2 separate regions of the Anas platyrhynchos genome follow, and region 1 is linked to region 2. Evidence: chromatin contacts called from public Hi-C data. All regions are on one chromosome and are shown on one strand. The core of a region is the stretch at or near the end of the contact, and the rest is flanking DNA. Distances in the headings are between cores, read along the strand shown.

What was found. Hi-C and Micro-C count contacts between places; a contact is called where the count stands out from the background.
Region 1: a Hi-C map of small yellow follicle shows a contact between it and region 2, with 3 times the contacts expected there. The contact joins the promoter of GAREM1 here to the enhancer-like site in region 2. A contact is called at or near these places in 5 of 8 Hi-C or Micro-C datasets (liver, skeletal muscle, small yellow follicle and 1 more).

The regions. Positions count from the first base shown.
Region 1 is chr2:44,830,696-44,836,176 of IASCAAS_PekinDuck_T2T, reverse strand. It overlaps GAREM1 (GRB2 associated regulator of MAPK1 subtype 1), which reads left to right and starts at 3,949. Exons shown (of 6, transcript XM_027452172.3): 1 at 3,949-4,481. The coding sequence starts at 4,361.
Region 2 is chr2:44,716,599-44,722,333 of IASCAAS_PekinDuck_T2T, reverse strand. No RefSeq gene overlaps it. Among named protein-coding and RNA genes, the nearest start is that of MEP1B, 34 kb to the right of the region's middle. Within about 2 kb of position 3,248, at least 3 of the 8 cell types and tissues checked have an H3K27ac peak or open chromatin away from gene starts, as enhancers often do. A contact at or near this core is called in small yellow follicle, where this site is marked.

The DNA.
Region 1 (5,481 bases), core at 2,700-5,199, 110 kb before region 2:
TGGAAGAAGTGGGCTAGATTGATCTGCTCTTGCTTGTTACTGACAAACCCATGCTGCTACTTATATCTTTATATCTTTATATCTTTATATCTTTATATCTTTATATCTTTATATCTATGTATCTATCTTAATATTTTATGTCTTTACTTTCAATATGCTTAAAAATGGTTGGATTGCCTGTCCAAATCAGTGTTTTTTTTGTTTGTTTCTGGAACCTCCCTCATTCTTTATTCTCAGAGATAAAACAAGCTGCAGCTCTAACACTGCTTGAAACATAAGGGAATTTCATCAGGTCCAGTCTATCCAAAAAGCTTTAACTTATCTAAGTATTTTGCAGGTAGTTTCTTCATTTTCCTTGCCTAAGCTTTTAGTCCTTTGCCAATGGTGCTAGCAGTGAAATCACATCTGCTTTCTTGAATTGAAGACCAAGGTTAAAAAATAACATTAGGAATACCGGTGTCTCAGCATCATCAGTGATTGGGTGATGATGATTAAATAGATTTCTCCTTCTGTGGAATAACAGAACAGTTTTTTCCTTAGTCTTCTCACTTTGCCATTTTCCAGCTTCCTTGCTATCTTTTAATTCCAATGGTTTAACATTTTGGGACTTTATCTTTCTGTGTTGTCCGTACATGTTCTATATGTAATTTGACCTACTTCTTACTTCTTTCATGTCACTGAAGATCATATGATTCAGCCAAGCTAGTCTGTTATTTCACTTCCTCACCTTCCTGTGTGTTTACCAAATTCTGCAGTGTTGCCTTCAGCAGTGCACCTTTGAAAAAACTCTTACGCTGTCCTGAACTCACACAAATTTTGCTACTGGTTCTCCATGTTTAGGTCTCTATTTAATTCCTCCTCCTTTTCCTAACAGTGCAAACAAATACATAGAAGGGGATCAGATTGATCTGTAGGGTTTTATTTGTTTGCTTTTCTGTATAATAGGAATTCCTTCTATACGTTATGCTTTCTTATAGCGTTTTCTATTACTTGTGGCTTAGGTACTATCCAGTCGGTGGCCCACCTTAGGGAGGTGCAGATAGTTAGGTTCCCAGGCAACAAAAAATGTTTCCAGGATGCTCAGATCTCCTTACAATACCCCGCACAAGCAAAGATTGTTTGGATTATACCACTGAGGCAGGAACTGCATTCTCTTTGAAAATGTGAGATGCACAGGTGTCACCTGTACCAAATATATTATTTCAACTTCCCCCCTCACCTGAAAGAAAGGTAGGTATTTAGCATCTGATTCTGAAATGATCACTGCATCTCCTGTCGTTTTCCACTGGACTTGTAAATATTTATTCTGAAAATTAGACCATTCATATAAAGGCAAGTCACATGTGGGAAGAAGGAATGCCAATTCATGGGGGAGTTTAAAGAAATGCTGACTAGAATGGCTTCAGATGAGGCATACTGTATAAGGCTCAGAATTTTATTTGGTGTATGCATTCTACAGTGTAAAGCAAACTAGCAGATTCATACTAAAATTAGTGTGTTTTTTTTTACATACACATCCAGTTCAAATGTTAGCATAGATATGAATTGATGATGATCTGAAATGCTTTAAAAATCATTTTATTAGCAATGGAATAAATATACTGGGGATTTTGCAGCCTGCTGCGTAAATGTGTTGATAAATCAACATGAGACCCAATCAATTCAAAATGCATTTAAGACTAGTTTTAGGAATTATTCTGAGTCCCCCTGCCTATGCTTATGCTTTTATGGCTACAATTTCCTGTAGACATTAAAAAAAAAATGAATGCCACCTGAAACACCCATGCAGAAAAATTATGATATTGCATAACTGAGGTCCTGATCCTGAAGCAGATTTGCTAACTTTAATTTCTCTAGAGGTCTGATGGCTTCATTAGTATTTTGCGCAGGAGGAGACTTTAGTAAGAGATCATACTAAAGGACTGAGGCATCGCTAAACATCAGAGAAATGATTATATCTAAAGTGTTAATTATACATAAGGTACAGTTAAAGTACGAAATAGTCTGCGATTCGCATGTTCTTGTGATTTGAATACTGTGTGTGCAATAATATCTTTCAAAAAGGTTCAGCTATAGTACAGATAGGACACATTACAAAGTCAATTTAAGAGCTCAAGTGAGACATTTAAATAATAATAGGCTTTGTGATGTCTCTTTGCCTGGAAATAACTAAATGAAATTTAGATAGGATCTAGAAATTGCACTTAAAAAAATGTGTCTTGCTCCAATGGAATGGGTTAGAGGAGGCTATACTTCCACTGGTGAGGGAAAACACAAACAGGGTTATATTTGAAGACAGGCTTAAAAGACGTGTGACTACACCGAAGAAGAAGGAACGATTTTTTAATGAAAAATCAGCAGTAACTGTTTCAGGTGTGAAAGACATGTTTCTTCCCAGATAGCAGAACTGCATGATGCCTGGGAGCAGCATACGCCGCGAGGCCATATCTATCCTGGAATTAATGCTGGCTAGGATTGCGTTTAGAAACACATCTCGACAGACTAGTGCTCCAGGTCCTGGTGAATCCCAGTCTGACCTGATCTGCTTTACCTTGCACACTGCGTCCAGTAACCTCATCAAACCTGAACAAGTCAAAACCATTCTTTGGCTTTCCATGTTTCAACAGCAGTGCTTTTAGCTATTATATCACTTTGCACTTCAATAGCTCAGTTCACTGAAGTAGTTCAAAGCATTCTGCAAACTTCATAAAGAGGAATCGACTTTGAAAAAAAAAAAAAAAAAATCATCCACATTGTCTTTTAAAGCTAGCAGTTCTGGTAAGTAGGATCTAACAGCACCATGACTGAGTTCAGAGAATGAAGGTTTTTCATAGGGCTGGGAAATCCCAGAGCCAGACTGCATAGCTGAAGTACGGGCCCACATCAGTATGCAGTTCAAAGCAACCCAGACCCATTTAAAGCAAGCTAACTTGGGCTTGTGTCATCCTCTTTGGCTTCCACAGTCCATTTGAGGCCTGTTTGCAGCAGACCAGAACAAGAGCGGATCTGTCTCGGCCCTCCTCGTGCTGGCACCCGGCGCCACAAAGTAGGCAGCAGCGGTCAGCCCCTTACTAAGGGGCATGAGGAGGCACGGGCGGCTGGACGGCTGCTTGCCACGGCTCCTCACGAGCTCACCGAGCCATCCTGGAGAGAGGTGCCACGGGAGATGGATCCCACAGAGGGACCTCAGCTGGGGATGCCTGCTGTCGTCCTGCAAATCACTGGGAGGCGCCGTTTCTAGTCAGCGGTACAGCCTCACCTAGAGCCATTGAATGTATACGTATGGATAGCCTTAAATACAGTGTTTTACTGCCGTGAAATAGCTTTGACACAAAAGTGAACAAAGTAAACTTGAACACAGCACAGGGCAGCCACCTGTGAGTTACTCGCTCCTGTTTAAGTACCCTCGGTTTCTGTTGGGGATCCTGCATGGCGATAAAAAACGGTGACAGAGAGCGCTTTGTGAGACCTCCTCACGTAAGCCACCTTGCAAGGAGAACCAGCAGCTGGTTTTCGGTTTCCCTATGGCCTGAAGAGCATCAAATAGGGAATATGTTTAATAGTTGCACGTGCAGTAATAGCGGAACAGAGAAACCAAAGATGCTCCTTCCACTGCTCTTCATACCTGCAATATCCGTTTGGTTCATGGGTGAAAACTAAACATAGCAATCAAGGTTGGCTTGTGGTTGGGTTTTTCTGAGGGTAGGGTGGATCTCACAGGTCAATTTCCTAAATTTCCCGAGCAGCCAGGCGACGAGGGGCAGCGCTCCTTAAACGAGAGCCCTGAAACGCGCTTCATCTGCTAGCCCCGAGCGTGCAGGGGGCTTTCCACCAGCCCCAAGGAGGCCACAACCTGCGCTGGGATCGCCCGAAAACACTCCCCCACACCCCAAACCCCCCCCCACACGCACTCCCGGGGCTGCGCCTCGGGGGAGCGCCCGGAGGGTGGAGCGAGAGGGCTGGCCTGGGCTCGGCTGGGCTCAGCTCGGCGGCGGCGATCCGCGCTCCCCGCCGTGCGGCCGGGCCGGCACTTTTTCCTTTCCTTTCCCTTCCTTTCCTTTCCTTTTCGGAGCGGGGAGGAGCGGCAGCTGCGCAGGCGTTGCTCGCACCCTGTTGATTAGTCAGTGCCGGGATGGCGCTTCCTGGGCCAGGCGCGGCGGCGGCGGCGGCAGCGGGCGGCCCCAGCCGGTGCCGAGGGGCGGCGGGAGCAGCGGCAGCCTCCCGGCCGGCCTCCCCCTTCCCCTAGCCCGGCATGTCCCGCATCAAGCGGAGCTGAGCGAGGCGAGCTCCGTCCCCCGTCCCCCCTTCCTTTTTCCCTTCCCGTCCCGCCGGCGCTGCCCGCCCTGCTCCGGGTGGGAAGATGGACCCCGGCCCCTGCCCGGGCTTCAGCCTGAAGGACGTCAAGTGGAGCGCGGTGGCCGTGCCCTTGGACCTGCTCGTCAGCACCTACCGCCTGCCGCAGCTCGCCCGGCTGGACAGCGGTGTGTGGGGCGCCGGGGTCGGGAGCGGGCACCGGGAGCGGGAGCTGGCACCGAGATGGCCGGGGGGGAGCAGCGGGGGGCAGCGGTGCCCGGCAGCCGCCGTGCTGCAGGGGGGATGCTGCAGGGGGGCGGCAGATCCCGCACCGAGGGAGGCTGTGAAGCAGCAGGGGCGGCGTGAGGAGCCCCCGGGAACTTTCTGTCGGCGGTGCTGTGGCTGCCCACCTGCAGTTCCCAAGTCTGCGTGTGTCTCTCTCGCTGCTCCAGGACGTAAGGCAGCAGCCCGGGTGCTTGCCTTAGGAAGCAGCCCGGCCGGGGGGCTAGGGGGCTCTCCCCAAAAACTCAGACGGCCGCTTGGCGATATCACTGCGTGGCGGCTCCCCGAAACCGCTCCGGCCCTCCCGTCTGTGCGGGAAAGCTGACGATAACTCAAAACCGAGATTTTTGGCCGGGTTTGGTAATGGGGTACCCGATGGAGTGGCCCTGGAGGTGCCCGCTGCCGTGGGTCGGTTCCCTGATAAAGTTTTCTCTTCGTTTGCAAAGTGACAGGAGAGTGTGGGCATTGTCCCCTGTCACTGCCCGCTGTGCCAGCGAGCCCTGGGCTGGTTTATTGCCTACCTGCAGCTCCCGTCACCCGCTGGCGATCCCAGCCAGGGCTTTGGTGACTTTGTCCCTGGGTTGTGCAGTACTGGTGTTTCCTCAGAGCTGGTGCTCGGGAGCAGGTTAAAGGAAGGCGTCTTTGCCATCTCAACTGCAGCCGGCTGTTTTGGCACGCCGGTGAGCTTGTGCTGTCCGGTGATAGCGGCCAAGCTGCCGTATCAAGGAGGACCTCCTGGTAAAACCTCCTGTCACTGGAAGCAGCTAAGATGGCCTCCAGTCACTGCACTTCAGGCTGTCAATTCGCTTGAGATTCCTGGCAGTGATTCAGGCTTTGACAGGGTGTATGTGTATTGATGACTTATTAATTTCCCTCTCTGTGTCTTAGACTTCTTCCCAGTCTCCC
Region 2 (5,735 bases), core at 1,999-4,498:
CCTACCTGTATTGCAGTGATGTCTAGAGGGGTGGTAGCCATGTAAAAATAGTGTAGTAATACATATACTTAAGAAAGCAGTTGTGGTTCTTTTAAATATATGTTTACATTCTTTACCTTAGAAATGCCAGCTTCTCCTTCTTTCCTTTTTTTAGTATGAGGCCAAATTGAGCGACTGTAATACTTCTTATACTCCGGTAGTGTTGGTGTAACCTTACAATTAGCTAATGCAATTTAGAAACTAATCAGCAGTGCAAGATTTTCAAGTTTTTTAAAAATTGGGAGTATTCTGGGGGGGAAATGATGGGAAAACAAACTAAAACTTAAACTCTAAATGCAAAGGATTTCTTACAAGAGCCTTTCAGCTTTGGGAACTTTAAGGCTCAAGCATGTATCTCTGTAATACTTTGTCTACTTCCAATGGCCTGAACCTGTGGTTCTGGAGATCCTGGTGGAGCACGGCAGGCTCCTGCACCTGCAGTAATGAAAGGTGCTGATTTAATTTGTTTGCAATTTTCTCCTGTTCTGAAGTTCATCTGGAGTTGAAAATTATACCTCATGATGTTTACATGGAAGCTGTGTTTTCAAATAACATATGAAATAAAAGGCTGCAAGTTGTTTTTTTTTTTTTTTAAAAAAAAAAGTACCAATAATGTTTTATTAACAAGGTTTAAGTGAATGCTTTAAACTTCAGAAGTTTTGATCTTTGTTACTTGAAAAACAGAAAAACTCTGCCACTTCTCAGTATCCATCTCAACATTCAGCTCTCACCTAATACTAATGATGTTCTTACAACACTTTCAGAGTCATAGCCATCTACCTCCTTGCAGGAGGTTGGTTAGAAACGCTAAGTAAAAAATGCTTATGATGAATATCTAGTGGTAGCTTGTCGATGTTGGCTGCCTTAATAACTGCATGCTGGTTGCATCAAACTTGTCTGGAGTTTGCAGGACCAGGGTTAGCATCCCCTGACCCATCTACAGGGACAGAGCCACTGGCCATTGGGATTTAGTGACAAGGGGCAAGAAGTGTTTCAGGGCCAGCCAGGGCCATGTCCCTGCTTGTGCAGGCATGCCTGGGCTGAAAGGCTTTGCTGGGGCAGCAAGGATCAAATGCACAACCAGGCGCTGGTGCGTTGCCTTTTCTCAATCTGAGTTGCTCTGAGCTCTTACTTACATCTCCGAATAGTCCTGACTTAGCTGTCTTTCCAATAAATTGAGGAAACTGATTTCCCTTTTCCCAGGGGCACTTGGACAATTAATTGCAAAAATACTTTGTAAGTGCAAGAACATTTATCTCATTCAAGTCCATTCCTTTCAGAGCTTGAATGTCCCGATTCATGTTTATCAGCGTGTTTAGCCCCTGCCATCATCAGCAAGTGGATAATGATAGCCCCTCACTCCCAGCTGAGAGGTCTGGGCCTGCATCCTGCAGTCCCTGACTAGGATGCTCCTCCCACTCGTGTCTCTTTTGCACATCCACAGAGAGGAGTCGGGGCCCCAGCTGCTGGGACCCACAATGTTTCCCTCTCCATAATAGCTTCCTGTGTGTTTGCATAGGGCATGCTGGGTTGTTAAACATCACCAGAGCTTCAGGTTTGAAGATAAACAGCCCTGCTGCAGCTGGGACAAGACCTTTGGCAGCAGGAGTCCTGCTAATGCGTGGCTCCATCTGAGACTACCCAGGCCCTCAGGAGTTCGTGGCCTCTTTGCACACAGTGACTATTGGTAGGGTGAAAACATGCAAAACATATTTTGACTTCATTGGTGCCTGCTTATATTTCAAATGCTTGCAGCAGCTCTTGTGACAAAAGCCTAACACAGTGGGGAGGGAGGACATGTTGCAACATTTAATGACATAAGGGAAATAAATGGTGCACTCATGGATACTCCACAAGCCATTCAGCAGAAAATAATCATTCGCATATATGCTGAATAAAATGGTAGTAAAGAAAGGAGAGGATTTCTCTACCGCTTACTAGGCTACTCCATTTTTGCAGCACTCTGAGACTAGTGCGCAAAAGGCCTTGACCCTGCAGTTGAGGGATGGCGAAGAGCTTTTTGTTCCCCTTTAAGAGGTGATCTTCGCAGGGCAAAATATTCCCTAAATCACTTCCACTGGCAGCAGGGGGTCCCCAGGAAGGCAGTTGACAGCAGCTGTAACTGCTGATTAAGAAACTGATGCTCAGCCTTGCATTTCCAAAGATAGCAAACTTTCTGTCTTTTGAGCTCTACAGCCCTCCTGTTGTGTGCCAGGCCCCACACTGATGGCTGCACACTTTGGCTCCTGCACCACAAACCTGCCTTGGTGCCACCAGAGTGCCCATCCCTTCCTATGGAGATGTTGCCCAGGAAAAACCTGGGCTACTGCTGCTGTAGGGATGGGTTTGCTGCACCCACAGTGGTGTTTCTGCCCCAACGAAGGAAAGATATAGCTGGGCTCAGCCTCAGATGTCACCAGACCAGACCTGGATGCTAAACTTGTTGGCTATTCTCTGGCAGCGTGTCCTTGGTATTTTGTTGGTATTATTGGTATTTTGTTTGGTATTATTTCAACGCCTTGAAATAGTCCCAGTGCCACCCTATTAAGGAAGATGAAAGGATTTTACAGCCAAAGAATAGCTGTGGAATGGAGCAAAAAAAAAATGTCATTTTTAGCCCAGCCCTATTCTACCAGATCACTGAGATGCTGTGGGAAGCAAGACAAAAAGCAAATGTGCAAGCCCATCCACAGCCAGTCTGAGAGTGATCTGACATGCACTTAGAAAAGTAAGTGGCACCACCACGTCTGGGCACCAGGGCAGGACTGTAGTTAAATGAAGGCATTTATACAGCTCTGCTAGCACAAAGGTCTGGATCTTGCTCATCTGAATCCCAGCCTGCTCATGTATTCAAAGCTATTCTTGTGCTCATCCCGATCACCTTGGGGGAAAAAAAGGTAAGTAAACCTCTGTTCCTCCTTCCCCCACAGCTCAGTTCAGAAGTACCTTTGAGGTTGCTGGGACTGCATTCAAAATGAACGCGTCTGTGGCAATTTGTATTTCTCAGAAATTCAAATCTGTTCCAAAGTTCAGGCTCCATTCTCAGGGGGAAGGCGGCTGCACGCTGGTGCTCTGCCTGCCTGTTGTGGGCAGGGCTGTGGGCAGCACAGGAGGGCTGATGCCAACCCACGCAGGGCTGCCTGTGTGACCACTCAGGGACACAGCCAAGAAAGGCGGACAGCTCAGGGTCTGGCAAGGGGGAGTAGGAGCGGGATGGTGGCTTTCCTCCCACAGAGGACAAATATTTATATCTGCCCCTGCAGCAGCCTGCGGAGGAAAGGGTGCTTCTCAAGGCCAGCAGAGCTGGCAGCACAGGGTGCCACCACTGGCTTTCTCCTCAGCAGAGGCCTTGGAAGGTGTTAGGCTTCCAAGTTTTTCTTCAGTCTTGCAGCTTCCAACGATGAAATATGTTTTTGTGATGCTTGTGCCAGTGCAGCCTTTGAGCCGTGGTGCCTGCAAGCCTGAGAGGTGTGCTTTGCTAGAAGCTAATGGAAATGGGTTTAAAATGGAGGTGCATAGTGTCAATTGCTGTGAGGTGGGAACTTATGGAAAGGGGAGCAAACCAGCAGGCTCCTGAGTAGCAGGAACTGTTTGTGCTCCACAGTGCAAGACAGCATCTGCTTGGGAGAAGTGGCCCATAAACTACCATGCAGTGACCCACAGTGGTGGGTTGCTATCTTAATTTTATCCTCTCTCTCTCTCTCTTTCTCAATGTCTGTCTCTCTTTCTCTGTCTCTCTTTTTCACTTAAGAAAAATCATATTTTCTTTTCCCAGTGGCTTTTCTTTTTCCACATCCATGCAATCACAGATGCCAAACCTTAAGCATGATCACTATTCTTTCGGCCAAGGCAAACCTGCAGTTGTCAGAAGTGCCTGCAGAGATGACCCTTTACCCAGCTGAGGTAATAGATACATTCATTTTCTGCTCCTCTCCTTAATTCCGCCTTACCCAGACAAATCTTTGCTAGGGAAGAAGGCGTAAAAGTAGCAGCCTGACTTTTCCAAGTGGCAACAGAAACTCTTACCACAATTAATAAACTGAAGTTTACCAAACAACGTAATAACTACCAGGCTTAATAAACTAACAGCTTGCTTAACAAACTAAGCTGAAGTCCTGACGTTATTTTGTGTAACTCATCACTCTCTGTTCTGAATGAGCAAACATCATTTACATGAGTGAAAGCTGCAGCCAAGCTCTGGTGTTCACAACATGATGAGATGTATGAAAAAAAAGCAATCACAGATGAAGAGGGAGACGTGTTGCTAACAGGATTTGAGATTTTTTTTTTTTAATTCCAGCATAGATGACATGGATCCAGATGGTGCTAAAATAAAAAAAAAAAAAATCAAGGACAAATGCACACACAGAGCTCTAGCAGAACAAGATGGCTGGTTCTAGTTACATATTAGTAGCCTCTCAGCAGAAATGCTATCATTAAGATGTTAATCAAAATGTTCCATCAAATTGTTCAGAGATAAGATTCAAATCTGATAAAGAGCACACAACTACATTTTTCCCATGAGTATTTCACTGGAAGAGCAATAATGTTTATGTATTGTATGATTAAGCACTGCAACCTTGGGAAACAGTGAAGTTTGGTTTTGTTCTTTTAAGTTCCAGACATTCAAGTTAAACATCTTTGACATTATTTTGTCTTCACAGAAGGTGAAGTCAAAGGCAGAGATCAAGCACAGAACATTTCATCCCAATTGGAGGGAGTTTAGGAATTACGAGCAAGTGAAAATGAAAACCTGTCTGCAACCTTTTTGATACCAGCTACAGTGTGCTTGGTGTAAGTAATGAACTTGACTGGGAAAACAAAATTAAAACATGCAGTTTGAAAAAGAAATAAGGAAAATAGAGAAAGAAGGCACCAGGGATGATTTTGAAGAATTTTAACACAAAGGAGACCGATTTGTGTGTGCTCCAGCAAATTAGTGTGTAGGTGGGTTGATCAGTCTGAATTGGTGTGGTAATAGTTATTTTTACCCAGCTCATTCTGTTGATTCTCAGAAAGAGGAGAATACAAGGATAGCAGCCACATGGAATATGTCTGCTGCAAAGAATTCCTAATCTCCTTGCACAAAGGGAACTACTAATGCTTGACTTTAGCTCTCTCTTTTTGTAATAAACTAGAATATGAAATTGATAGAAGTGGGAAAATGAGATCATCATATATTTAATTTCTTCATAATTTCCAAATAAAATCAGAGCATAATACAGATATTTTGCCATTGCTGCATCAAATGCTACAAAAGTCTCTAAGCAACCACTCTAGACTTAAGAAACAGCAATTGACAGGATGACTGTTCAGAAAAGGCAGGTTGCTTGGCAGTTGTCTTCTTTTGATATCTGACTGTCTGTGCTATTGGCAGTAAAGATATAGACTGAAAATGCAGTCCAAGTAGACAGGAGACTTCAGCTTATATTTAAGAAAATCAAAGTTTTTTTGTTTGTTTTATTGTTTTTAACAGATGGATAGCATCTGTGTCTTAGGGTAAGTCCCTGAGCTCTAACAGCGAAAAAAAATGGAGAAATACCACTTCTCTGTTCTGATATCACTGGCAGTCTGCACCTAAAGAAATGACACCTCCTGACTCCAGCCCTGCATCCTGGAACCTCGACTACCTGATATGTGTGGTGCTAGACACCTGAAATTCCTAGCTGACATAAGATAACTTGTGTCTAGGATCA